Regions from separate parts of the Hordeum vulgare genome. Here region 2 is linked to region 1. A link is a contact called in public Hi-C data. All regions are on one chromosome and are shown on one strand. Each heading gives the region's core, a stretch centred on a gene start, on an enhancer-like site or on the middle of the called end of the contact. The rest is flanking DNA. Distances are from core to core; before and after follow the strand shown.

The links. A called contact is a pair of places that touch in the nucleus more often than the background predicts.
Region 2: a contact with region 1 is called in a Hi-C map of seedling, with 5 times the contacts expected there. The contact joins the promoter of LOC123406071 here to the promoter of LOC123404140 in region 1. A contact is called at or near these places in 2 of 6 Hi-C or Micro-C datasets (leaf and seedling).

Annotation. Positions count from the first base shown.
Region 1 is chr6H:130,017,990-130,023,225 of MorexV3_pseudomolecules_assembly, forward strand. It overlaps LOC123404140 (squamosa promoter-binding-like protein 4), which reads right to left and starts at 2,932. Exons shown (of 4, transcript XM_045098064.1): 1 at 2,463-2,932; 2 at 1,632-1,771; 3 at 1,117-1,338. The coding sequence starts at 2,773.
Region 2 is chr6H:130,904,096-130,909,825 of MorexV3_pseudomolecules_assembly, forward strand. It overlaps LOC123406071 (succinate-semialdehyde dehydrogenase, mitochondrial), which reads right to left and starts at 2,595. Exons shown (of 19, transcript XM_045099563.1): 1 at 2,388-2,595; 2 at 1,476-1,575; 3 at 605-653; 4 at 427-514; 5 at 222-332. The coding sequence starts at 2,504.

The DNA of each region.
Region 1 (5,236 bases), core at 1,682-4,181:
CATAGGAATTATCAATTTATCATTGCTTTTTCAGTTATACCTGAAGACTGAAGTCCAATTAATCCAGTGCAATGTAAGTGCAAGTTGTTCCAACGGAAACTCATAGTAGTGATTAACTGATTAATCATGTCGTAAGTAGGACAAATCATTTGCTATTTCAGCTATACCTGAAGACTGAAGTCCACTTAATCCAGTGCAATGTAAGTGCAAGTTGTTCCAACGGAAACTCATAGTAGTGATTAACTGATTAATCATGTCGTAAGTAGGACATTTTGATATAACTACATATATTCAAGTGTTGCATACTGAAGTTTATATGTAGGTACAGGAAAACTAGTATATGTCAATACTGAAAAACAAATTAAGCCAAATCACCTCAGGCTGAAACTCCACAAAACACAAATTTTGCCACACAATCTAGCATAAAACCTTCTTTTTCTGTATCAGTACAGTTTATTTAATCTACAATGATTATTTATCCTGATTCCTAAACATAGAGCCATCATGGCTTTGGAACCAAGACTAACAATGATGACATTTTTTCATTGGGACACATTTCCACTGTTGGAAACTATAAATGTTCGTGAACAGCAGGAGTTGAAAGTAAGCTTTGTAATGTAAGATATACATGTTAGAGATTGAGTGAAGGCCAAAAAAGAATCTCCCTCGGTTTGAGTGGGTGGACCGGAACCACATTTTTACAGTGACGACTTTGCCAAGCAGAGGACCAGAGTTTGCTCTCTTCGATTCAAGGATTTTCATAGATATTCAATACGTTTGTCATCCTAAAGAACTTTTCCTATGCTCGTTGTTCAACTTGTAGGATTGTAACCCACATGAATTTTTCCTACAGATTTTCTGTACTCCCTTCTAAAAAAATCAATTGACTAAAACCAGTTGGGATGATTCCTGTATTATTATTTTCTATGTGCAACCAAACATCCTTCAATCCTGTGGGATTCAAGATGACATGGCACTGCAATCCTACTTTGTACTTTCCCATGAATCAAAGAGGCCTACATTACAGATGTATCATTTTTCCCGTAATAAATGTGCCAGCTTCTTCATCGATGAGAACATTTCTGTGATAGCTACAAAATGATTGACAAATCATACCTTTCATTGGTAGCAGCTCAGCTATGTCATGACTCAGTGCTGGAACAGCATTGGGTAGATGAGATTTATCAAAATGAACTTGTCCATTGATTGACACTTCTCTTATTTCCTTCACTTGTGGGGGCTTGAAGTCAGATGGGCTGTCCCATGGAGAACATGGGAAAGGCCTTCCATGGCTAAGTGGATCTTTATCCCAGACAAAACTTATTTGTCGTCTATCATCTGTAATGCACAATGGCAAAAGCATTTATTGATAAAAGTACAAGAAAGCAAAAATAATTCAACCGACTAGCTATCATCTCATATATCAACTATTGAAGATAAATTTTGACTAATCATGGTATTAATGAAAGCCAAAACTCATCCCTAGCCCAAACACAATTTATTAAAGAAGTTCAACTCACAACCAGCCAATCATTAAGCATAAAAGAGCAGTAGTTTCAGAGCTATGAGGAGAGTAAGGAAAAATAATACAAATCTCGCATAATTACCCACTAAAAGTATGGATAAATTACCAAACATCAATGACGACGGTAGCCTTGCCGGTGCAAAGGAGAATGCATCCGGCTGTGGCTTCCGGCGCCGAGCATTGTGATCAGACAGTCGCCTCCGGCAGCTCCTCTTCTTCTGGTCGAACTCCGACAGCCCATGGAACCTTGATCACCAAAAGCCATGCAATCAGCAAAACCACAGACAGTACTAGTACATACGAGTAGTATATAGACTACCCATATATATGTAGTAACTAAGATCTAAGAGTATATATACACAGAAGAGAAATCTTCACAGTAACTGGATCACAGTAGCCACAGCACAAGAGAATTTCAGCCTAAAAGTGCACGCGCACGGGACAAGCGCCCTGCCAAAACAGGAAACAGGTATTGCACAGCCGTTCAGCCATGCCATGCAGCACGATTCTCCACAGGTCGACAGTACTATAATTGTGGCGAAAAGGCATCTTCGCCTCCCAAATCGGGAAACAGACCGTACTCGCACAGGATAACCACAGTTTCCGGACACACACGAAAACACAAGGTTTCCGGATTAATCAACTGGCGGAGAACGGAACTAGAGCACGGCATCATGGTCTATAAGGAAGTGCAGAATTCGCAGATAGACGGCTTGTCGAATCTCCTGTTTCCCGAAATTCCAAGAACGAAAGACACGCACACGCACGGAGTGGAGCAAAAGAGCAATCGCGGAAAGGTGCGACCGTGCAGCTTTGCAGAGTGATAGAAAGAGGGGGAGCAATCGCTGAAGTCAAAGAAAAGAACGGCTCCGGCGAGCAACCAGGGTGCAGGAACAAAACTCCGGCGAACAACCTCGGGGCGTCAAGAAACACCCACCGGCTGCACTGCTGGCAGAAGCGGCGCTCCTGGCCGGCGACGACGACGCGGGGGGACTTGGTGTGGGCCTCGCAGACCCGGTGCTTCCGGTGGTACTCCTTCGCGGCGGCGAGCTCGGTCCCACAGCCCTCCACCTGGCACCTTACGCCCCCTCCTCCGCCTCCTCCGCCGGCCCCCTCCCCCCTGGCCCGCTTCTCCTTCCCGCGCCTCCCCGCCGCCTCGCCGGAGGAGCCCAGCGCGGCGGCGTCGCCCCAGTCCCAGAGGAGGTGGGGCGGGGAGGACGGGGTGGACTTCGGGGCCGTCCACTCCATGCGGGGCGGGGGCTTGGTTGGTCAGCTTGGGATTTGGGGATCGAAGAGGAGATGAACAGTGTGGACTGTGCAGGAGAAGAAGAGAAGCAGGGATGGGGGAAGAGAGACTTGGAATAGAAAAGGCAGGTCTTTTTTAGTGTTCGGTCCCCTCTCTCTCTCATTTTTCCCTTTCTTGTTCTTTCCCACCATTTTTCTATGCTTGGCTTGCCATAAGTGGATTGTGGATAGCTGGAGACAGCTTGTGCATTTTTCAAACCTATATTTGATGCTTTATCTAATTAAAAATAACTTTTACTATAAAACAAAGTATTATTAACATTAACATTCTATCCTTGGACACACGGCTTGAGTGCTCAGGATGTCTCATGGAGGATCACCTAGTGTGGTGCCTCGTTTGCCTTGGTGGGGAGGCTCGGGGCACCGTGTTATCATGCGTTGGTTATTGTTGTTGGTATGCACATCCGGGATGCTAGGTACTTCATCATTGACGCTTCATTTGCGGTGTTTCTGCAAGATAGGTTTACTCATGTTGTCTACTTGTCGATCTCCTGGGCACTCATTTGTGATGTTTCGATAGGCTAGCTCATATTGTCCATTTGTCGATCTCCTAGGCACTATGCGTGGAGGGTGTGTTGATCTAGTTTGGTTTGAAGATTTTGCCGTGCTCCGAGGTGTTCAGATATAGTTGTAATGTGGCATGTGTGTTTTGTGTTCTACCTCTTCGCCACTCATGACTTGAGTTTGGACAAGACGAGTAGCGTGTCGGTGTTATCGTGGTGGATATGGTTGTGAACCACATTGTGTAGCATTGTGTTGAAACCATTGTATGAATCGTCCCGACTCCTTCATGAATACTAGAGATGAACAGTGTGGACTGTGTAGGAGAAGAAGAGAAGCAGGAATGGGGAATAGAGACTTAGAATAGAAACGACAAGTCTTTTTTAGTGTTCGCCCCCCCCCCCCATCTCTCAATTTTCCCTTTATTGTTCTTTCCCATCATTTTTCTATGCTTGGTTTGCCATAAGTGGATTATGGGTAGCTGGAGAGAGCTTGTGCATTTTCACAACTTATATATGGTGCTCTATTTGATAAACATTAATTTATACTCCCTCGTTGCTAATTATAAGATCTTAGATTCTATTATAGACTACATACGAAGCAAAATGAGTGAATCTATATTCTGAACTATGTCTATATACACCCGTATGTAGTCTATAATGAAATCTCTAGAAGGTTTCATATTTAGGAACGAAGGGAGTATAAAGGAAATATAATTAACATTAACATTTATAAAATAAATCTAATGAACATTAACATTCTATCCTTAGAGACAATGTTTGTATGCTCAAGGTGTCTCCCAGGGGAGTAGCTAGTCGTTTGCCTTGGCGGGGAGGCTTGGGGCACCGTGTTGTCATGTGTTGGTTGTTGATGTAGACACGGGAAACCAGGGCGCCAGGTACTTCATCATCGATGCCTCATTTGTGATGTTTCCTTGAGATATGCTAGCTTTTGTTGTTCACTTGTTGATCTCCTAGGCATTAAGTGTGGAGGGTGTGTTGATCTAGTTTGATTTGAAGATTTTGTCGTTCTGTCAGGTGTTCGGATACGGTTGTGACGTGTCTTGTGTGTTTTGTGTTCTACCTCTTTGCCATTCACGCCTTAAGTTTGGGCAAGGAGAGTAGTGTGTCGGTGTTGTCTTGGTGGATATGGTTGCTAACCTTTTGGTGTAGCATTGTGCCGAAAGGCATTGTATCAACAATCATGTCTCCTTCTTCATGAATAATAGAGATGATACCACTCACGTTTGTTGCGGGAACTGTTTGAAATTATTTCATCAAGTTTGGTTGTATGAAAAAAATAATATTTAGACTAACAATATGTGAATTGAAACTAACATATAAATTATTGTATTTGACTATTCTATAGTTGTAGAATATTTATTAAATATGAGTAGCATGCATGATACATGTTAATGTAGGTCTTTTCCCATGATGGTGGTATGATGAGGTGGCATGGCTGCATGTTCGGAGAAATGGAGTCACTGAGAATCAATTATTTAGTTCATACATGTTACCATGGTGAGGTGACATACCTACATGTTAAGAGAACGGGAATCAGTGGCGATCAACTATTTAGATATATGTAGGATATCATACACGTGCTTATATGTATTCTTGAAAAATATACAAAATAACAAGAATTATGATTATAAGAAATTTTATGGAAGACAGTTCAACCAAAAGGCTCTTATTCACCACTATCTATTCAACGTCTAGGCATGAATAAAGAATCAACATAAGAAAACTTCAAGTATGATCACCCATTATCGTATATAAGGGCCGAGTTGTCCAGACGTAGTTTATCATCCAACATCGTCCTTCATAGATTTGTGGACCAGTCCACACGTCTGTCTTTTCTCAAATTGAAAGCAAACCAACTGTGCGTAGCGAGAGTTTGGATACA
Region 2 (5,730 bases), core at 1,345-3,844, 890 kb after region 1:
TGAACAAGAAAATGAACTGAGAAACTAGAGTAGCATTCCAAGAGAATGTCAGTACCTAACATGACATTTTGCTTGATGAAATGAAAGGTGAGAAGTGTACAGTGTGATTATGAAATAATGTAAACAAATATAAAAGTAATGAGGTAATGAGGGATTGAGGGGCAAAGTGACTACCAGAAGGAACAGGCATAATAAATGTTTAGAGGGTATTAACATATTACCTGCTTCAGAACCAATAGTCTGCGATCAGCTAGAGTTGGGGGAATAATATCACCATACACACGCTTTGCTTCCTCAGCAAAAAATTCTATGAAACTTGCACCATAGTTCACCTGAATATATGATTAGCAACAAATTAGTCTACCATAACCCTAGATAATTACAAGCTCCAACTAACTATTGTCAGTGCATGACTTCAGCAAGTACCTCCCCAAGGGCTTCTTTCATAGGCTTCCCCTGTTCCAGTGTCATAAGAAGCGCAAGTTCTTCCTTGTGTGACATAAGTAGGTCATGCCTTTTGTGGAAATACATAGTGAGAAGAAATGTCCAGGTAATACTACAAGAAATTCATGCTACTATTAACACTTCAATCCATGCAAACTACCATTTTCTTAGTGCCTTGCTCCTTTCACTTGCAGTGAGTTTGCTCCAAGCTACAAAAACGTAAAGGACAATAAACAAACAAAGAAAATTGCAAGTGGTAAATGGAAAATCAACTATAATGAAGTATGCAAAGAAAAATATTATTAGACATACAAATATTTAGCAAAGGCAAACAACAACAGGAAACGCACAATTCCATATAGGACTCATATTTTTGTTATGAGGTGAAGATGAGTATTCTACTAGGTATTGAAAATCATAATTAAACTTGATTAAGATAAGGTTTGCACCAAAAGAGGGCATGCATTAGATATTTTTAAACAAGCATTTCCAAAACAAGAAAGTTGCCAATGCTTTAGCAAAATAAGCTTTTAGAGACCAATCTGTGTCTCCTAATTTTCTTTGCCTAAGTGCTAATCATGTATTCTCTTGTTGCCTTTAGAGCTTGTAGTAATAAACTAGAGGATTACCTTTGGGATTCTACAAGATGTACTTGGTCTACTACGAAGTACAACTCCTCTGTTCTACCAGAAACAAAACAACCATCACACATTCACCTAATATGGAGACAGTATAGTAGTTCCGATTTTTATTATTAAATTACTATATATGGTAATAGAACAACTAAGCCAGAATGGAAGCATTTTCTGATACACAGAAGATATTAGTTGATTGTGGTATGTGACATGTGAACGGAAGTTCACTTGATTCATGGTGTTCCAATGCTGATCTTCCGCTGACACGGAAGCAGTTTAATTTGCATATATTAATATCATAAGCATGTCAAATCATTTTAACTATGGCACTTGCAAAACATTATTTGGTCAGTATTCAAGTATTAAAAGTGAATACACTAATGTGTTTTTACATACTATAAAATGTAGTGTGAGCAGAAGCTATTGCATCAGCTGTTTCTCTGTTGCCCATGCAGGCTACATTTGCAAGGACCTCGCCAGTTGCTGGATTTTGCACCTACAAGGAAAAGAATGTTGTTCCAATGATAAATATTGACAATCAACATTGGCAACTTAGCATAGGTTAGAGAATTGAGATATAAAAAGTGAGTAGAGTTGCAGTAGCAACACTTAATTGATTATTCATACTGTTCAGCGCTCTTTACAGAAATAACCTAAACAGCAAACTTACAAGCTTAAGACCAGCTAAGTTCCGACGTTATTTTCATGACTATTACAGTGGCATCAAGGCGTGCGGTAGCTAAGACAGAACACAACCATACCAAAGAATTACTCATAGCTCCAAACTATATCAAGCAGGAGGAAAGTTTCAATGGCGCTAACGTCCTAGGAAAGTAGGAATGGGATCAAAGTCCAAGCAACATTGCCAGAGCTCATAGATGAAGCACTAACCGTATGCTGACACTCGTGCGACAGCCTAGTTTGTGTACTCCCCTCGACAGACACACACCTGTCGTGCGGCATAAAACCTCCCCAACGACCAAAACATGCCACGAAGTACACAATTCTGGTTAGCACACTCCACTAAGCAGTCTGACACTGTCGCCCACAGACAGTCTGTGGGCAGATGGTGTGTTCACAACCTAAGAACACACGACTAATAATAACTACACCAACAAAACTGCAATTCAACAAAACGAACTAAGAAATTCGGCACAAAATTTCCAACTCCCACGCGTTTTCCACAAAGTAACAGCTGGACTGGGCACAGCAGTAATCCCTAATTTCCCCCACGAAATCCAACCGCGCCAATCCACAAGGATCTCGAAGGCACCACTACAGTGAGACGGACGGAGGGAGGGACGGTACCTCGATGGTCTTCCCGTCGTAGGCGTCGACCCACTTGCCGCCGATGAGGCCGCGCGTCCTGAGCAGCCCCGCCGCCCGGATCTTCTCCATCGCCGCGCCCGCGTCCACGCTGCCCATCTGCGCACCCACCCAGCAATTATAACAGAAAAAACACGACCCACCGAGCACCACCGCCGGGGGGGCGCGAGGGGTATGAAGGAGCGCAGGCGAGTGGGGTGGGGGGAGAGAGGGCGTACGTGGCGGCGGCTGGCGACGCGGGAGGAGGCGGAGCCGGAGGCGGCTAGGATGTGGCGGGCGCCGAGCGCCGCCGCGCGTCGCATCGCCATCGCCATCTGAAGGAAGGGACGAGTGACACGAACACCTGCACCTGTTGTGTGGCCGGGTCTCTGTGTCTTATTTGCACGAGCGCTTTACACGTGGCCTGTTGAGCTGGTTTAGGAAAATTTGTGCGATGGCGACCTCCCAACCTCCCCGACGTCGGCCAAAATTCGCGGGCCGGCGTGGACCGCACGGACGGCCAGGTCGCTCCAGATCATGGCACAAAGAATGAACTTCCCCTTTTTACCCTCGTAAAATAAAATAAAATAAAATATCTATGCAGCGCCATGCAGACAAGCAAGGAAATCAATTTCGACTGAACATGCTCAACCATTTTATTAGTTAATTAACTCGGGCATTAGCAAGCAGTTTGCCACTTTGGCTTGGGAAACGCTTACTATCAGTGGTCTGAAACGAAGCCATCGTGAGACCGTTGGTGAGCCATTGATCCTTCTTTTAATCTCACGGCTGAGATTTCAGTCTCCAAGATTGCCGCACATGCTACCATAATTCCAGTCATCAATTTATATCCCTAATTAACTGCCCCTACCCAAGCACCCATGTTTCCGATCTCGCCGCACCAGTCCAAGCTCTTGCCCTTGCTCGCCGGTGCCCTCGCTCCCGTCTCCGTCCTCAGGGTTCTTCCCAGCCCCACTACGGCCTCCGACGCATCTTACCTGTGCGTCATCCCATCCATGTGCCCGAAGTTAACCGTGACATTGCTCACCGACGTGCTCGCAACCTTCCTCGTCGTCCTGGTTATCTTCGTCGCAATTGAACCCCTCTGCACTTGTCGTTCTTTTCTCTTGTCCCGCTCATCAGAGCAGCATGGCGTATCACACGATTCTCCCACATGGCCCATCCTCATCCCATTTAGGGTTTGACTCCTCTCTCCTCTTGGTACTTCTCAATCTTGCAATGCTAGTTCTTTTTGAAACTTATTTTGCAGTGCTAGGTGACTGCTAACATAATTGTGTTTCGATTTTTACTTGATATCGTGGTGTCAATACGTTGGTCTATGCATCATTTTGTGGTTGTGAATTTCTTCCATACTGTATGTATTGGATCACTAAATTATCTATATTTTTATGGATTAGGTAGGTACATCACACACATAGGCCTACCCGGTTATTATTATTAGTTCCATTTTTCAAATTTTGTCGCTTCCCAATGGCAATACAAATGTACCCGACGGACTTTTTTGTGCTTCTTTGGGCAAGCAAATTGCTTACATTGGCCAACAAAAATTGGTTAAATTTGTGTATAGGCAACCGAAAATATGCATCCTCGCATTGACAGTAATCCTAATTGTTCCCATTATTAATGTTCCATGCTAGCGGCCAAGACTAATGTTGGGTTGTCATATATTCATGCTTCTTAGAAATTGACATACTATGGTTATAACAGATAAGCTTGCTAATGTCGTGCTTCCATACACCTATTTTGACTAACATCTTCCTGTCTCGATTTATTCCTTCAATTCACATATTTTGACACACGGCAATGAAACATGTCGAAACAGATTGTATGTCCAGAAGTCTGATGTGCGACACTTCAGAACGCAACCATAGTCTGTAGGATTTTTCCCTCCTCACACGCATCATCCTCATTGATCTGACCTTGGTATTGAGTCCTCTCAACCAGATATGGTGCGAGTTGATTTCCATACATATTTATGTTCTCAAGAATTGTTTGATATCTCTATGTGCATATTTTTCTCTATTCCCTTTTTGGGGGCTAATTTTGATACATATATTATGTAGTGGATCACAAAATCATCAACGACTACATGTCTATTTGGTACGTTCATGACATAAATATGCTTACCCATGTTGACCGCAGGTTTTTTTGGTATTGATTCTTTTTTCAAATACCTATGCTTCAAAGTAATACTACTTATGTATCCAGCAATATTTTCATGCTTCTTACCCATTGTGCTTCCACATTGTAATACACATGCTTCTTCGGCCCATAGTATGCTTCAATTTGTTAATTGCAGGTGGTTGAATAGCACACAAATTGGTGTTTCTTGTTAATCATGCTTCCTTGATTTTTACCAGATGCTTCTACTGTAGACATGTAAATCCATAACACAACAATGTTCCGTGAACGTTAAAATTGTGCATCTAGATCTTGTGTGTCAAGCGTGTAGATTTCTCAAATCAAATCTCCACTATTTTAGTGTGTGATAGCATCAACATCATTTGCTTGTGTTAGCCATGCTTCCTATGTTAAGTGCTCTCACACATGTTTGTATGCAACAAGGAGCGCTAGGGGATCAAGGTTGGATGTGTCTACTTGAAAGATGATGAGTCGAGTTCATAAAATACCCCCAAGGTTCAAATATTTGGGCTATCAAGAGGTATACAATCTCGAGGACAACACCTTGGATAATGAATTCCATCAGATGATGGCTATGCCACATTCGAATTAGCGAAATTTGATGCATGGAAGCAATTTTGACTTTGCCTTCAAGCATACTCTCCATTTGAATGTAGCATTTTGCTCTCTCTTTGCATCAAATCCCTAATTTGAATTGGAATCATGTGTAATTATGACTGAAAATATTTTTCTATCTAATGGAAGCAATATAATATTTTGTTGGAAGCAACTCTCTAGTCGATGGAAACAAGATTGTGATGTTTCTCAAACACGTACAATGATTTCTTTTTCGATGGATGAAGGTTCAAACCAATTCTCTAGTTTGTGGAAGCAAGATAGCGATGCTTTGGAAACAAAATTTCAGGTTACAAAGGACATAAAATTTCAAATAAAGGGCGATGCTAAGGATCATTTCCTCGCAGCGGTTGGATTTACACTCAAAAAACAAACACGAGTCACCGCGGAAGGAGCGCCACCCAGCTTCGCAAGCAGGGGCCGCACACCCTCGTCGTTGGGGCTGGGCGTTCGTCAGCGTGGTGATGCACCATTGCAACAATAACACTGGCACGACGGTGCTCCAAGGCAACGCCGGCGGCCTGTCGCAACTCCGGCCATGTTTCATTGCAGCAGCAACAGCAGCACG